2 separate regions of the Danio rerio genome follow, and region 2 is linked to region 1. The links are chromatin contacts, called in public HiCAR-type maps. All regions are on one chromosome and are shown on one strand. Each heading gives the region's core, a stretch centred on a gene start, on an enhancer-like site or on the middle of the called end of the contact. The rest is flanking DNA. Distances are from core to core; before and after follow the strand shown. Region 1 holds the start of gpr135 (G protein-coupled receptor 135). Region 2 holds the start of sdsl (serine dehydratase-like).

What was found. HiCAR-type assays count read pairs that join an accessible place to other places.
Region 2: a HiCAR-type map of caudal fin shows a contact between it and region 1, with 4 times the contacts expected there. The contact joins the promoter of sdsl here to the promoter of gpr135 in region 1. A contact is called at or near these places in 1 of 18 Hi-C or Micro-C datasets (embryo) and 1 of 4 datasets of contacts at active chromatin or transcription factors (caudal fin).

Annotation. Positions count from the first base shown.
Region 1 is chr17:15,692,084-15,698,120 of GRCz12tu, forward strand. It overlaps gpr135 (G protein-coupled receptor 135), which reads left to right and starts at 3,397. Exons shown (of 2, transcript XM_073928247.1): 1 at 3,397-3,553. jkamp (jnk1/mapk8 associated membrane protein) reads right to left here and starts at 3,339. Exons shown (of 7, transcript NM_200482.2): 1 at 3,251-3,339; 2 at 2,948-3,033; 3 at 954-1,108. The coding sequence starts at 3,254. ccdc175 (coiled-coil domain containing 175) reads left to right here. Exons shown (of 20, transcript XR_012393258.1): 20 at 967-1,151.
Region 2 is chr17:15,862,418-15,868,454 of GRCz12tu, forward strand. sdsl (serine dehydratase-like) reads right to left here and starts at 3,845. Exons shown (of 8, transcript NM_001327936.1): 1 at 3,780-3,845; 2 at 3,418-3,587; 3 at 3,130-3,172; 4 at 735-874; 5 at 566-654. The coding sequence starts at 3,570. ppp1r13ba (protein phosphatase 1, regulatory subunit 13Ba) reads right to left here. Exons shown (of 18, transcript NM_001204257.1): 18 at 4,288-5,321. The coding sequence ends at 5,280.

The DNA.
Region 1 (6,037 bases), core at 2,147-4,646:
CACACTTGGTCAAAACAAATATACTTTTATTATGGTTATATTATACTTTTATTATTAACTGCTTAGTTAATATATGATTGAGCAAGGCAACTTTTTTTACCACTGAAAAAACTGACTCTTGATTTGCATCAGAGATCTGAAGTGTTTGGGTGCATATGTTCCACTCTCTGGGTCTTTAGGATCCTCTAAGACTAGCCTTTGTCTTTCTAATCTTCTTTTGTTTCTGTTTTTGCTCTTAAGAATGTGTATGCAATTGAATGCGTGACAAGAACTTCTGTACAGGTTACAAGATATCAGTACCATAGTTGTTTATTTGTGAAAAGTTTAATAAAGAATAAATTAAAAAAAGAGATTTTTATATTGAAAAAACATTTGCCACCAAATGTAAAAAAATAAATAAATAAAATTGTACTGTCCAATTTTTGTGCAAGAAATCTATGCAAATAAGCACATTTTAATCAATTAAGTGAAGCTTCATTTGCATATTAAAACATAACATTTTAGTAAACTTGCAAACTTACAAAAGTAATACAAACATGTTTACAAGTCCTAAAGCAACCAATCAACGGAGGAAGTATAGTGATAAAGTCTTTTTTTACTCTATTCGCCTGCAGTCCCTTTAATAAGTACACATGCTTGTTTACTCAAATGTCTATTCAGCAAATCACATTGCTCTAACTTGAACCATTAATGCATGTAGATTTGGTCAAGATGATCTGCTGAAGTTCAAACCAAGCATCAGAAAAAATATACTGAAAATTTCTTGGTTAATGGTGCTGGACAGATTAGTATTATTTAGTATTATATTAGAGATTTACAGAGAATAGTTCAAAACCCCTACAGAATGTTTCTGGCACCTTATTAAATCTATACCACTTAGAAAAGGCAGTTCAACAAAGTCAGTTTATACTGTTTTCCATTTTAAAATATTACTTATAAATACAGCTTATTACCTCTTTTTCCCAGAATACCACTCGATAAAGAACCAGTGCAGGACCAGAGGCAGCATTGCCATGAAGCCCAGGTACAGCCAGTCATAGAGATCAGGAGATCCAGTGCATTTCATACAGATCTTCTCCAAGTTCGTCCTCTCGCCACGAGGACAAACCTTTATAATAAAAAATGGCAAAATCACTTCAAAACAAAGTAAATCCAGTCCACTGTGCAATCAAATCTATCAATACGAGCAAAATTGCTCTTGAATGACCAGGAAAAGTTTAAAACTTTAAATATGATCCACTAGTAAACATCATTTAATGCATTAACTAACTATAAGCAATATGTTTGTTATTGTAATACATATGTCATGCAGCTACATTAGTTGTAAAGTTATGGTCCTAAATTATTCATCTTTTATAATATAAAATAAATAAAACAATTAAAATACAACTGTTTAGTGTTTAACTGTTAATGTTCATAAATAATCCAAAATTCAATACAATATCATTTAGTCAATGGAAATCTTCATCGAACATGGATATTCAGCATGCACTGGGGCGGTTTGCTGCCAAGTGTGATGCGGCTGGGATGAAAATCCGCACCTCTAAGTCCGAGGCCATGGTGCTCCACCAGAAAAAGGTGGTTTTGGCATCTCCAGGTAGGAGAAAAGTCCTTACCCCAGGTGGAGGAGTTCAAGTATCTTGGGGTTTTGTTCACGAGTGAGGGAAGGATGGAGCATGAAATTGACAGGCGGATCGGTGCAGTGGCAGCGGTAATGCAGTCGATGTATCGGTCTGCTGTGGTAAAGAAGGAGCTGAGCCGAAAGGCTAAGCTCTCAATTTACAGGTCAATCTACGTTCCTACTCTCACCTATGGTCATGAGTATTGGGTCATGACCGAAAGGACAAGATCTCGTATACCCTTAAAGACAGGGTGAGGAGGTCTGTCACCCCGGAGGAGCTCAGAGTAGAGCTGCTGCTCCTCCACATCGAGAGAAGTCAGCTGAGGTGGCTTGGGCATCTGTTTCGGATGCTTCCTGGAGGCCTACCTAGGGAGGTGTTCCAGGCAGCATATCCCACCAGGAGGACGCCTCAAGGAGGACCCATGACACACTGGAGAGACTATGTCTCTCGGCTGGCCTGGGAATGCCTCGAGATACCCCTACAGGAGCTGGAGGAAGTGTCTGGGGAGAGGGAAGTCTGGGGTTCTCTTCTAAGACTGCTGCCTCCGTGACCCAACCCAAGATAAGCAAATGAAAATGACATGACATGATGACATGGCATTTTAAACGAATGTAACTTAGTGAAGTAAGGCTACAGTATTGAGGTAAAGTTGGTATAATTTTCACACATTCGGACTTTGTCCTTTATAATATAATTTAATTAAAGTATTATTTGCAAATTCATAATAGTGAAATCATATTAGCAGCCAACAACTGCGGGGCAAGTGTGGGGCAGAACGGTGGTGCACATTCGCCCCACAGCAAGAAGGTCGCCGGTTCGAGCCTCAGCTGGGTCAGTTGGTGTTTCTGTGTGGAGTTTGCATGTTCTCCCTGTGCTCGCATGGGTTTCCTCCGGGTGGCTCCGGTTTCCAAAGACATGCGGTACAGGTGGATAAGTTGGCGGTTCATTTCGTGTGGCGACTCCAGATTAATAAAGGGACTAAGCCGAAAAGAAAATGAATGAATGAATAAATAAACTACAACATTGTTCACAGTCAATTAAATAGTGCTGATGTTGCTTTGAAGTCATATTTATAGGTGATTTCAGTCTGAATATTGAAAGTACCATGGTTAACAATATAGGGAGCGTGTCACAATTTGTCACTGACCTAATGTGTATGAAATAAAACCAACTTTACCTGAATCAGAGTGAGCATGTAGACAAAACAACTGCGCTTATTGATTTTTCAACAATGTTATTCATACAAACTATTAAATTAGAGCACATTGTAATATAAATTATGTGTGGTTTACTTGAACAGACTGATGTAAAAATGAGAAACTTACCCCACATTCTCCCCATATATCAGTAGTATCATTAATGCTGGTTCTTCCACAGTAAAGTCCAGGACAAGTGGAGCTCATTGCCACGGCTGTAATACACGCAGAAAAAAACACCATCAAATAATGAAGACAATAATAATATAACAACAACAACAACAACAACAACAACAACAAAACAATAACGTCATCTTATTCAAATGTTGTTATGGCAGCAAACTATACAGCGACGTAATTAACAGCAAGAAATCAACGCTGAATCGCATTCTCATAAGATGTCTGCATTTAATATTGGCTGTTTTAACATACCCATTTCATAAGCAGCATTACAAACCGAGCAATCGCCCAGTTTATTTAATTAGTTGGTTTTAAACTGCAGTTACCAAACCCGACGTAAGAGAAACCGGAAGAATGTCTCCGTCTTCTTCATGTAATGCGGGAGGAATTGCCAAAGGTCAACTGTTACACAGCGCCGCTCTCTGGTGTACAAGTATGAGTCTAAAATGCTCAGTAATTGAATAATGTTTTCAGAAATGTCCGCTAAATAGTGCATTCTGTGTAATTTTACCATTGCCCTTTTAGCTACTGTTGCCTACAGCTTTTTCTTGCTGGGTAAGTGCCTCATTTTATATCGGTTAGTTCTAGGAATCCACACATAGGCTAATGTTTAGCTTTTTGTAACGTGTTTGTAACGTGTTTAGCTGTTTGTTTTTGTTTTGTTTATTTACCTATGGAAAATGTGCAATTATTTACAATCATTTCAGTAATATGTTAACTAATGTGCACATTTAAATGCTTTATTTACAATACAGTTTGGAAAGTATTATTTCCTGTCTTTTAGTAGATATAGTAGCCTATATAGATGTCTTGCTTTGTTTATAACAAAGTAGTGGATCTAATTGAATCTGCATTGTGTTATTATTTTTAAAAAGTTATTTTTTTTATTGTTTTTATTATTATCTTTTTTATTATTTTATTATTTTTTTACAAAATTTCGCACTGAAATAGTAAAGAATATCTGCAGTTTCTGTCTGGCACTGTTCCTGTATAGGTTACTGTATGCAGACAGTCACGTAAGCTATACTTTTGTCACATAAGCTTTTGTTTTTCACCTGCTGAACAGTATAAAGGCCATTCTTCCTCTACAGGCATTTTTAGCCTTGTGAAGTTGAGTAAAAAAAACTTGTTCAAAATTAACTTAACATAGCCTCATAAGTTTAAACTATTTGTCTAGTTTTAAGATCTGTAAGAGGACAAACTTGGATAAGAAGAGAAACATTTTTTCCATCATGAACTGAACAAATGTCAATCCTACCACATCTTAATATACAGCTTTGATTTCAAAATGAAATAAATAATGGCAGTCAAACATTGTCTAAGATCATTTTTGCATGAAGTTTAACCAATCTTTCCACAATATATAATAATAATAATACATTTGTCAATGAAATAAATTAGTTGTATGCTAAATTTTACACCTGTCACACTCTAAAATTTAATATTAATTTGGTTAAGAGTTTATTAGAAAATAAATAAACTGAATTTGTATATTAAACAGAGCATGGACTTATAAATTGTGAACACACTTTTAATGTGTGATGAGAACTTTTTAAATATATTTTTTTAAATGTGTGTGGTGATGGAAAAGACAGTGGTGGAAATGACATTTCAACAGTTTATTGTGAAAAAATGAAAATAGCTTCACCCATTAGCTTTGAATTAATACTACCCTTTCATGTATACAAAACATTCTTATTTATTTGGTTTTTAAAAGCATCTTTGAAGATACAGCATGTTTGGAAACAACGTAGAATAAATGTATTTCCTTATATCAAGCAATATTTACCTTGATTTTTCTTCAAGTGTTGTTGACAAAAATGTAAATTCCCTCCATCTTGAACATGTTCTCAGATGGCACTATTAATTTTCATAGAAACCGCCTAAATAATCTGTCACACAAACTTTTTAAAGTGACATTGCAGTGTTGTGGTGGAAATGACACTGATACTGTGCGACAGCTATATTTTGAATAAAAAAATAATATTGATAATAGTTTCACTTTAATAGCTATAAAATATTTAAATTATTTCACTAGTGCGTAATTAAGATACATTAATAGATACCAGATAAATCTTATTTTAAAATGTTATCTTTATTGTTGATGTTTAAAACTCTGGCTGTGGGACAAGGCAAAAAACAGTGATTTTGACACCTAAAAGGAGGTTGAATAATATATTTTAAAAATTTAATCGAACTTTAGTTAAAAAATTTTAAGTAGGTTTTATTGTTAGTTTGACAAAGAAAGAGAAATTTAAACAAAATTATATATATATATATATATATATATATATATATATATATATATATATATATATATATATATATATTTTTTTTTTTTTTTTTTTTTTTTTTTTTTTTGGATATATGATCAAAGGACATAAAAGTGCCTGTAGTTGAAAAATTACCTATTAATTTGCTAATTTTTGATCAGTTATTTAGATACTGTGTGTTATTATTTAGATAGTGTGTATTGATATTTCCCAGTACTGGGTTGCAGCTGGAAAGGCATCCGCTGAATAAAACGTGCTGGATAGGTTAGCGATTTATTCCCTGATGAATAAAGGGACTAAGAAAAAGGAAAATTAATGAATATAATATTTTTCAGCTCTTATTCCTAAAGAAACCCTTAACAAAATAAAAACTGGAATCAAGTTTATAGGCCATAAATAAATAAATAAATAAATATTGAAGAGAGAATTTAGGTGAACATAAAAAATGCAGACTTAGTTACTTAATAATTAAGTTTTTAAAAATGTTAATTTTCTACAGTGTTGTATGAATTTAATAGAGTTAATATGTAGGTCTAATGTACAGTGCTCAGCATTACACAAAGTTATATGTTAGGGAAAATGTTGAATAACATTTTCAAAAATAGAAAAAAATCAAGAAAAACTAAAAATATATAAAAATTTTGTTGAAATGTAGTTTGTTATTTTGTTTGCATGAAATTAAATGTATTTTCTAAAGATGTTATGTGATTAAAATATTACTTTAATAAATATATCCGTTTAATAAACCTGTTTTGTTCAAATGCAC
Region 2 (6,037 bases), core at 2,595-5,094, 170 kb after region 1:
TAATATTTTTCTAGATATTTTTCATCTTCTATACAGCTTAATGTGACATTTAAAGGCTTACCTAGGTTAATTAGGTTAGCTAGGCAGGTTAGGGGCAAGTTATTGTATAACAATGGTTTGTTCTGTAGACTATCGAAAAAATATATAGCTGAAAGGGGCTAATAATTTGACCTTAAAATGGATTTTGAAAAAATAGGAACTGCTTTTATTCTAGCCAAAATAAAACAAATAAGACTTTCTCGAGAGAAAAAAATATTATCAGTCATACTGTGAAAATTTCCTCACTTTGTTAAATATCATTTAGGAAATAATTTTAAAAAAAATCAAAGGGGGTTTAATAATTCTGATTTCAACTGTATATTCATGCAATATGTTTTAGATCTTTTCTTTAATATAACAATTGTCTTAAAATCTTTCAGCATTAAAATAAATAATTTAATGTGTTATTAATAATATAATCTGTTATTGGGCCCCCTGAATGTGCATAGGTATTTGCCTAGAATGCAAGGGGGCTTTACAGGATAAAGTCACTTAAAAACATTCAATATCTACTGTACAAACTCACCAAACCAGAGGTTGGTTGAATGGGTGTATTACAGTAAGACCTTCACTTTCAGCCAATCGTAGGGCCTCTGCATTTGCATCATCCCATACCTACAATATGACAAAGATTTCCCTTGTAAAACCTTGATAAGACCTGGAAACAAATGCATGAATGACAACTGTGATCTTGCCTTGCCCACAGCTTTGACCGTAGCTCCCTGGTCTTTAAGTTTCTGAGCTACAAGTTCAGGTGTCGATAATGGTAAAACAATAGTGGCTGGTAGGTTAAGTTTTCTTGCTGCATATGCTGTGGCCATTCCAGCATTACCACCTATAAGTACATACAGGGACAGAAAAAAAAAGAGTAATATGTAATTTGTATCATGGAATGATGTTAAACGCAATACTGACAATTTTGTTTAACAAAAGTGTAAAGAGACAGTTCACTCAAAATGAAATTTTATACACCTAAAGTGGTTCTGAAAAACGTTTTTGGACAGAATAAACATGTAGTGTTAATTTGCTCCTATAGAAGTAGGTGAACAAGTCACATCTTGGATAGCCTGTATACAAGTAAATTCACAGCGTAAACTTTCATTTTGGGTTGAACAAATGGCTCAATATACCAGAAACGTACATTTTTACTTAAAAAAGTGTGACAGGGTCTGACATTTAGCTTGTCATCCTCAAAAAAAGCATACAAATAAATAATTATAGAATTAAATAAATAGTTTTAATTTTATTTGCATAAGTAAATTGTTGAGGGTCATATATATTTGCAAACATTCTGTATTTGCACATATTCACCTAATAAAACAAAATAAAAATCATATAAAAACAAGCATAAAATCGTACAATTCAATGATAGAACGCATCTTTGATCACTGTCAGCTTCTACTCCGTCAAACAATGTCACTTCTGAGTCATAGCCTTACAAGTGTATTGCATGCATTATACTCTGTATATACATGTTTCTTTTCAGCTATTGGAATTATATGTACATATATGTTCAAATAAATTAGTATAATTATATATAAATGTTCATATATTTTTATATATAGCCATTTTATATATAAATATTATAGTATTATTATATAATACGGGCAGTTCATTATGATGTGGCAACCCCAGATAAATAAGGCGACTAAAACTAAGGCAAAGAAAATTTTATGAATTTAATAAATAATTATTATAATGAATTAAGGGTTTTATTATTATTTTTATCATATTAAACATATGTCTAAAAATATTAGATAAATGTTTAGATATACGTGTTAAGGCAGCAACATATTTGGAAAAATATGACACTGCGATATTTATTCTTTCTGTGATATATTGCCATAAGACTACAAGTTACTATAAAGCAATATAATGTTGCAGACATATATTTTAAATATTGCAAAATTGCCGTTCACATATCTATTTTTCAGAATAGGAACTCTGTATATACTTCCCAGAGATGTACATTTTTCTGGACCATTTTTGAATGACAGCATTCATGGAAGAGAGCATGGTTATTACTTGAAAAGTTTAGCATGTCCAATAAAATAAGAAAGATACATTTTACCATTTTGCATAATGTATATCCTACAAATTCCCATATTGCTAATTATTTTGATATATCTAATTCGTGTACTGTCTGCAATTCACATGAAGAGACTTTATTTCACTTATTTTGTAGTTACATTCATGTTAAACTTCTTTGGAACAACAATATTTTTTATTTATCGTCCTTATTTAAATATTATTTAAATATATCTATAAAAGATAGGTTTCTATAATAAATATAGATATAATAAATATATCTATAAAAGATATATTTCTGTATTTCTCTGGTAATGATCATGCTCTCAATCTTATTGTAAATTGTTTATACACAAAAATAAGTTCCTAAAGGAAATAACTAGATTTAATACTTTTCTTGATGAAATTTCATTCAATATTGAATTTCTTAAGCTTATTAATAATGAGATGAATACGTTATTTAAAGCTTATGATATTCTTTTTTCTTAATGATTGATGCTTTCACTTCAATACAGTGATTTTATTTTTTTAAGATTCAATTAAAAAAATGTATTGCACACATATGTCAAATTTAATGCAAAAGTGACAGGACTGACAGAAACATGGGGACAATCGTAAATGTATTTGTATTATATATTTGCCGCTTTTTTTTTTGTAGAATTATTTATCATTTTTTGTTGTTAATCAATCGATGTGAATGATAACAACTTAAACTTGCTATTTTTGAAGTATTTCTTCCTAAAAGACAGTTTTTAGCAATAACAAAACTATTATAGCTGTAGGTTCAATTGGGCTGAGGACAAGGACAATGACAGAGTTTGTACATTAAAGTGTTTTAAATAAAGAAAAAAACCTAAGAAACAAATGAATGACATATTCCTTTACAGAACAGCTCACAGAAATCAAAAATCAGTCCATTTTAGAAATTTTTGGGATGAAATACTTTTAATTCACTGTAAATTTTTCTATTTTAGGTACAGATAATGTACGTCTCTGGTGGAATGAGCCAAAGAAACATCTATACACGAATGGAAAAAAACGAATGTTCATCATTTCACTCACCTGAAGAACAAATTACACCTCTAGACTTATTAGAGCTTGCAACCTTATAAATGAATAAAAACATATTGTTATTTTTTGTACTCCTGGAAAAAAATATGCAGTTCTTCCTAGAGGACACCAGAGGGTAGTGCGAACACACTATACAGGCCTGAACGTGCTCCGAACGTATTAAAATTTAATAATGTAAACTAATTTTAAAATACGTAATGGGTGACATTTATATACAGTTATATGTTTTTCAAGAAATTTGGTTCTTAACTTTTAGAAACAAGCAACATTTTTCCTCACATTTTGACACATGTATCCTATTCCACGGATTTTGAAGGAACCGGCGGGCTGTGAGCTCTCCATCTTCAGATACACGGTGCTACCCACCAACTTGGACATGCCCGTGCTCTCGAGAAGTGGGGTGACGACGTGAAATCCATTTTGCTTTGACATTTTTTCCTCAAAATGTTCTGCAATGCAAACAGATAAGAAGGGAGAGAGAGCAAACAACAATGTCCCATTACGGTTGGTAAACAACCTTAGCACAAACTGACGAACATAAAACATGATCGATTTCGCGCGCTTTTCATCTCAAGTCTGAGTTTTACACATAAAAAGTACAATGTCTTACTTGTTAATTTGCTGTTTGATAGTCCACTCACCTATTCCGTTGCTAGACGATTCTCTTTAGCATGAGCACTGCCGAGGAGCTCAAAGTTCATTTGCTGACAATAAAGCAATCGGGCACTAATGAACTAATGTCCAAAGATGCTAGATAAACCTCAACAGCTTGCGAAATTATGTAATGTAGGGTAAACTTGGGTTATTCATTTATGAGAAACTGTTCTCAAAGATATCGTAAAAGTAACGTAAAACAGTCTGGGATAGTGCTTAACTTGCATTTAATATTATGTTTATAGTCATACTGATTGCTAACAGTTGTCCACCTCGATAAACATAGGATTTTATAGTCAAACTATAGTAATGAAACAAAACAATGAGAAAAAAACTTAGTAGCCTATCAGTAATGTGCATATCGAACTACACAACAAGGCCATCATTATATATATTGATATTTCAAGACTAAACCCCCAAAGGCATTTTACTTGTGCTCAGTACACAGCATCACTATAAAACACATGCTTTGAAAAATAGAGCCAGTACAACTTATGACTTTGTCCCAATGTGGAAATTTTATTGTGCACATATACATGACATTACATAAACTGCTCTTGTATGGCAGCACAAACACTCGGCAGATCCTGGCTCTTTTGGCAGCCATAAAAGCTTATATCAAGCTGTTTAAAGAATTTCTTTTTACTTCCATTAAATAAAGAACCCTTAAAAGGGAATCATGTAGCATAAAAAAATATCAAGCCTGACTTAAATTAAGCATAGGAATATGCTATAGGTTTTGTGTGATATGTTGACAGTATCCCCTGTTGAAGAACAGCCACTGTATTAGTCATGTCATCAGTTTTCTTCCAGCACCCAAGTCACAAATGACTACACAATTTCACCTCCTCAAGCCCATATAATCCTCAACACACACAAACATACATACATACATGTTTCCATAACAGGCCACTTCCTTATCATCCATCAGTAGCTTGACCAGCCTCAAGGCCTCTTTGTAAACACTTTCCAGCACCTTCCTTCCTTTTCCCTGAATCAGCGACTTCCTAACCGTGGGAAATGAAACTTCAGTTCCATTGGTTTCCTCTTTGCCTGATAATACCCACAGAGCACGAAACATTGGAATCCAAGACCGCATACTCTGTCACCAACTCTTATCATCATGTCACATGCACTTCCCACTCTTACAGAACACATCCCACTCTGAAACACTCACAAACGCACACATACTCAGGAGGTCTGTGCTGTGGAAGAGGACAGAATAGCTAACATGTTCCTCAACAGAGATATGGGTGAGAGGGACACTGCAAAAACAACACATCATAGTGACGAATAAATCTGGGATGCAAACAGAAGACCACTGAATTCCCCGCTCATGGGTAAATCCATCTTGTCCGACACCAGACGTGCTCCATCATCTTGCCACCCCTGTGGGCTCTGTGTTGTGGTGACGGCAAAGACAGGGCAGGGCAGCATCCCACAGTTTCATGCCAAGTGCTGTGTATAATACTGTCTCTTCAGGCCATCTATGCCAAAGAACGTTGCCTGGGTTTGATTCTTGGGTACAGCTGGAAAAACAAGAATGAACAGCAACTTCCAAATTAAGAAGATACTTTGCAAACTATTTACAACTTCCTAATTAAAATTTGAACAAAATATTTTAATGCACAAAATTAGGGCTGCACAATATTGGGATAAATTGCAATATGAATACTACTGATGGGTCATTCTTTTTTAAAAATTTTTTGGGGGGGGGGTTTACCTTTAATGTAAAGGACAGTAGAGATTATCGACAGGAAAGCATAGGGAGCAGAGGGGAAGGATCGGCATAGGACCGTGAGGTGGGAATTGAACTCGGGTCGCCGTGAGCACCGCAGTGCATGTGTCGATGCCCTAACCACTACACCACTGGTGCCGACGTGATATGTCGTTCTTGAACTATTTGGTTATTTTGAGAAAATCTTTGTACAACTCGAGAACAATGTGTCCTTTCAGAGTAATTTGTCCATTTGCGCATGTCCCCATTCGTGCAGGTGGAGTAGAAGATTGGTTCCTTTTTTGAGTCTTCTATCGGTCATCTATAGCTCTTCTATAAGTCATTCATTCATCACGTGAAAGACAGAAGCCAATCATATGCATTTAGAGCCGGAAAAAGATTTGATCTGTTCATTTCTCGAGTCCTCATTTTTAGTTGTTCTTTCATCTTGTGAATGATAGAAGCCAAAAGTATATATTTAGAGCCGGAAAAAGATTTGATTCGTTCATCTCAAGTCCTAGGTTTGAG